Regions from separate parts of the Mus musculus genome. Here region 1 is linked to region 2. The links are chromatin contacts, called in public HiChIP or PLAC-seq maps. All regions are on one chromosome and are shown on one strand. The core of a region is the stretch at or near the end of the contact, and the rest is flanking DNA. Distances in the headings are between cores, read along the strand shown. Region 1 has its middle 51 kb from the start of Gm34353. Region 2 has its middle 200 kb from the start of Gm34306.

The links. HiChIP or PLAC-seq counts read pairs in DNA pulled down with a chosen protein or histone mark.
Region 1: a RAD21 HiChIP or PLAC-seq map of pro-B cells shows a contact between it and region 2, with 8 times the contacts expected there. The contact joins two enhancer-like sites. A contact is called at or near these places in 2 of 15 datasets of contacts at CTCF or cohesin (large pre-B cells and pro-B cells), 15 of 484 Hi-C or Micro-C datasets (B cells, adipose-derived mesenchymal stem cells, bone marrow-derived macrophages and 6 more), 2 of 115 datasets of contacts at active chromatin or transcription factors (embryonic stem cells and fibro-adipogenic progenitors) and 1 of 9 other capture datasets (embryonic stem cells).

The regions. Positions count from the first base shown.
Region 1 is chr1:138,043,455-138,046,268 of GRCm38.p6, reverse strand. No RefSeq gene overlaps it. Among named protein-coding and RNA genes, the nearest start is that of Gm34353, 51 kb to the right of the region's middle. Within about 2 kb of position 1,543, at least 18 of the 459 cell types and tissues checked have an H3K27ac peak or open chromatin away from gene starts, as enhancers often do. A contact at or near this core is called in pro-B cells, where this site is marked.
Region 2 is chr1:137,568,312-137,571,129 of GRCm38.p6, reverse strand. No RefSeq gene overlaps it. Among named protein-coding and RNA genes, the nearest start is that of Gm34306, 200 kb to the left of the region's middle. Within about 2 kb of position 1,374, at least 8 of the 459 cell types and tissues checked have an H3K27ac peak or open chromatin away from gene starts, as enhancers often do. A contact at or near this core is called in pro-B cells, where this site is marked.

The sequences.
Region 1 (2,814 bases), core at 294-2,793, 470 kb before region 2:
GATATCAGTGGTTCCAGTCTTAGGAGGCTTTCATAAGGCTCAGTCCAAAGGCTTTGCTGGACTTTTAGCTTAGCATAAGGCATAAGACTTCAAGAAGGAGTCTTCTGTCCAACCAGGAGAAGCATCCATTTTCAATAATCACTCACTTTGATAGAAGAAAGCTTCTAAGTACGTGAGAACTAAGGGGTGATAAGCAAAGAATGACTTCAATGTAGGATTAAGAAGAGAACCAGTTTGCACATTGGAAAGTTTTCATGTTGAGCTAGCCCATCACACAGTACAGCAGATATTTTAATCCCATCTCAATAGAAAAACATCTAATTTTAAAAATTATATATATTCATAATTCCAACTCAGGTGTGTGTATATATATGCATATATGTACATATACATATATATGGATATATACACATATATGTACGTATATGTACACACACATATACGTACATATACATATATGTACACACACGCGCGTGTGTGTATATATATATATATATACCTGAGTTGGAATTATGAACCCAAAAAGAAGCACTGATGTGTTCATTAAAAATGAAAGTATCATCTCATCTCTGAAAATCCTGTATTAAAGGACACTTAAAGATCACCGGGATCACAGCTGAGGGCTGATAAATGTACCACAGAGACCCTGGGTTTATTTACATACTTGTCTCACAGGTTTCATCAGGGACTATAGAGGATTTTTTTTTAGAGAGAGAGAAGAGGAGTTCTTGGAAGATGGTTAAAAATTTTTAAACAAATCTGACCTCACTAAATTATAAAATCTAAAATGTTGGAGAAAATAAATCTCTGAATTTCCCTAGGAAATGAGTCGTTACTGAGCTGGAGGCAAGATTCCAATCTCAGCTTAGGTGGAGGCAGAACAATTATCTGGGACATAATGACAAATGTTGGCTATTCTATCACATTCTGAGAATAAGTTTTTTTTTAATGAAACATAAAGTTGCATAAATGTTTATGCATAAGTATTCTAGACAGCAAGTAGACAACGTCAGCCCTGTTAGCATGTGATCATAGATATAAGATGAGCACATTGCATAATTATTTTAAACTTTTCCTACTGTACATGGGTTACCTGTAAACAAAACAAAGTATTATGCTTATTCAGTTTTTAAATTTGGATTTGAGTCTTGTTATTTAAATAGATGTTAACATACTTTAAAACACATTTTTAATTTCAAGATGAAATTATCACTTCAAATAATTTTCAAATGAATTCTATGGAAGGAGCTTTTCAAGTCCACAATAAGTACAATAAGATTGGACTTTTTGTCAAGAACACTTTGGAAATATATATTTCCTGCTGACTGAAGGCTGAATGAATATGTTAGAAATAATATTTGATTCTACTGGTCTATGCTTCTAGCTTAATTTCAAAGGACACGGAATAGTACGAATATACTCAGAGATAATCATGTAATGAAACTTTTTTTTTTTTTTTGCGCAGATATATTTGCTGTTCCTCGCCCCATGTAGAAAGCATAATGACCACCAGGGTGCGCTAAAACCTTTGCAATAGTTTCCTTCTGCTGGTGGGTGGGGCTTCTAAGTATTCCTTTGTATGGTGCTTTTTACGGGTGTGCATGCATATTGTGTCACTGATATTGCTGACAGGAATGGCACTCTAAAATAAACTAAGATTATTCCTGTGGGATGAAACACTTTAGCTTGAATTTTGTACAGTCTTCCCAAACAGGACCAGCATGGCATTTCCAATTATGTCTCATGGGAACCTACTGCTGGATCACTCTCTGACATGAGGCACCCAAGAGTGAGCGACACTTATGGCCAGTGTTTCCTCACATAGCTCTCCTATCTGTCATTACATACAATACTAGCCTCCCTGCAAAGTGTGTGTGTGTGTGTGTGTGTGTGTGTAAATGTGTTCAAGTGTGTGTATGTGTGCAAGAGTTCTGAGTGCTTCTGTGTATGTGAGTACAAACGTGTGGGTAAGTGTATGTGACTAGAAGTGTGTAAGTTTATGTGTGAGTGTGCCTGCAAGAGTGTGCATGTGTGTGAGTGTGTGTGTCAACACAGGTGTGCGTAAGAATGTCGGTGAGTGTGTTTGCAAATGTGTTCATGACAGTGTGTGTGATTCCCACACTAGATCGTCTTCTCTGACACAAATTTTGCAATGTTATATATATCAACCTCATTTATTTGTCAGTCTCAGGATTACATCAAGAGCAGTCTCTTGTCATGTGCCTCTTGACACTTTAAAACTTTATCAAGCCTTCCTTGCCAAAACCTTTAGGAACCTATGGAATGGCAGGTGGAGCACAGGGAAGACTATGGAGAGTCCTCTCTGGGTGGTTTTAGAAGCAGGAGAGTGACTTGGGTCAAAGTACAATAGTAAATAAGAATCGAGGGCAAGGCAGGCTTTGGAGAAGCGAGTGTTCATAAGTCTCTTTGTGTGCCACAATTTCCAATATGGTGTGACTTCTGGGGGGGAGGGGGGAGTGTCCCCATAACTGCTTCCAGGGGAGAACCCAGTTCTGTCTCATGCTGTGTTAGGGTTGTTTATTGTCTCTCTGGAGCCCCCAGTTTAACTCTGTTGGGCTGATGACCAACAGAAGTTCTGCCTCAACAGGCTGGCCGACAAGTCCTTTCAGAACTATCCAAGCATTAGACTTTTTTCCAGCTCAAATATCTCCACAGTTTAGAAAATAACAAAAAATGAGTGAAAATGAGGTGAGAAAATATTAATTGGTGACAGCTCCAGAATAGTGTTGAGGACATACCACACTGAAAACAACGCTCGTGTTTGCTCCGTTAACTCAGCCCTGCAGAACACTC
Region 2 (2,818 bases), core at 125-2,624:
CAGAATCTGTATTTGCCAATGGTGTTGTCCAAAAAGCAACTGAATTTATTATAGAAATAATAATCACCAAGTCAGTGATGACAGAAGACTATATACCAACATAAACATCGATAAGAATTCTTTATTATTTTTACTTTACCTTAGGCTCTCCACTACATGTCCTTGTGTAAAGCCATGCTCACTGAGTGTATTACCTCAGTTGTGAGTCTAATATGAGTTGACTTATTATTGTGAGACTAAGTGAAGCACACCACTTTGCCATGCCTTGTTTGTATAAGCATAAGCTCCAATAAATAATCACTTTGAATATTGGTAGAGTATTAAGAATTTAAGAAACCCTTGAAAAGTATTCATAATCTGCCACATACAGTGAATTTTAGACAGCAATATCATGTAGCCAAGTGCCTACATCTATAAGTACTTAAATCTCAGAGCTAAAAGCTAAATGCTTCGTTACGCCACAGGGATGATGTTATGGAGTTTGCTCTACCCAGAAATATGGAGTGCATTTTCTTATCTGCTAATACAAATGCACAAAATGGAAGACATTACACAGAAAGCTTGCTTTTAGATTCATTCCATAGGCCATTGGTTGCTTTCATATCAATAAACAGACATAGTTTTGTGTATGAAAGCCAGATTTCTCCTTTAGCATATGCTAAAATGAATACAGATTTCTAAACACTTGGACTTTATAGCTGGTTTCAGTCTGTTAGACGTCTGTAGAGTATGATGTTGATTTATTAATGATTTCCACATGGTTAAAAAATCCTTTCACATCTCACAACTGTACAAATAATTGTTGGATTGAAATATTTTTTTACCTAATTTCTCTGCATAAGATTTTGCTCACATTTTACTGCTTTAGAATTCACAATACTGGAGTTTACATTTTCTTCAAGAAAATGCATTTCCCCTGTGGGAGAGAAACTCAGCACTCATACACAAAGCAGCCGTGAAACAAATGGAACACTCTGCCGTAAAGAGACATGCTGAAATCGAATTTCCTGGTCTGATAGTGAATAACACCTACCTCGATGCTTAATAATCTTTTATAGTACTTTCTTTTTTTTTTTCTAATCAAATGCCTGTCAGTGTTCTTACACACTATGAACTAGCATATTACCAGTTTCAACACGTAATTCATGGCATAATCCGGGTTGTATTTATACCACCAAGTCTATTATTTATGATAAACATGGTTTTATTTCATGAATGACACAACTAAGAAGTGTCACAGATGGATGGCGGCAACGTTTCATTTTTAAGTCAAGCACAATGTGGAGAAGGCAGCATTTTTATTTCCTTCCTGTGCTCCCCTTCTTCTTGACCTTGCTAACCACACAGCCTTGTAAGTCATCTCTTTCCCGACTCCCCAGGGACCTCTCTTTATAAGAAAGACCACACTTTATAATCCTCTCCACCGTGAACGTGTCATCGGTAATAACGTGCTTAATTGTTTGTCATACTTCTCCTGAGTCCTATCTCTACTCCCACCGCATTTTTGCTTTGGTCTTTCATTTCCAAAGTTAACTTTTAGCCAGAATAAATGACCAAAAGAAGGATGGAATTATGTTATTTTAATTATATGTTATTAACAAAGTAATTCCTATAAAACTCTGCTGTGGGACTCATGACGAATTTAAATGTCTGGGGGAAATTGGTCCAAGGTTAAAGTAAATAGAAGGAAGGGACAAGTATCCATCATCTTCCTCTAGAACAGTCACTCTCAACTGGTAGCCTGTGACCCCTGGAAATGTTGAATGACCCTTTCACAGGAGTCGCCATCAGAAGACCATCAGAAGACACAGATGTTTATATTACATTCCATAACAGTAGCACAGTTACAATTATGAAGTAGCAACAAAAATAATTTTATGTTTGGAGGTTACTACAACATCATCAAGGAATTTTACTAAAGGGTTGCAGCATTAGGAAGATTGAGAACCACTGGACTAGATGTATTTCCACTCTTTGGTATAAAATTGTTTCCCATGGACTGGCAAAGTGACTCAAGCAGATAAAGGCACCTGCTATCAAACCTGATGATCTGAGCTCTTGTAGCCCCTCACTAATAGGCTTTAGTCTACCATGTCCAGACAGCTCCTCTGAGGTCAGTACAAACAGAGGAGTCCCCTTCCTAGCGGAGTTTCCCCTTCTTTGCCTGATCTGGTGAGCCTGACCCCTTATTTTCTACCTGAGGAATGTCTTTGGCAAACCCACAAGTTGAACTTCTTCAATTCTGATAAGAACCTGCCCAGCAAGTATCTGAGATTCCTAAAATGCTTCTCCATACAAATGAGGCATTCATAGCATTTTAAACTCAAAGCCAATGACTTCATTCACCCTGAAAAACTCCTTCCTGTCTCCAAGGTTAGTACATAGCCCTTGTCAACCCCAAGTAAAGTGTCTGCACCCCAATTGTTCCACTGAAGATTGTGTAAAAGAGCTGCTTCATTGAGCAGTAGCACTAAGATCCACAGAGAAGGCCTCAGTGGTGTCTGGACACCCTGAAGGAAGAAACAGAGGTTGCAGAACTACAGTTGGTCCCCAACACACGTACTACAAGGTCTATCCCTGGAACCCACTTGGAAGAAAGAGAATCAGTTCTTGAAAGTTGTTCGGTAACTTCCACACATGCTCCATAGTACAACAGTGTCATCCCCACAGGTAATAAATAGATAAGTTTAATATTGGTGAAATGGTTTTCTGATCTCAGTCCTCAGGGGAAGGTGTATATGCTATCATAGGCTGAACTGTAGCAGAATTCAACTCAAGATAAAATTAGTGTCACACGAGCATATCTACTAAGAAGCCA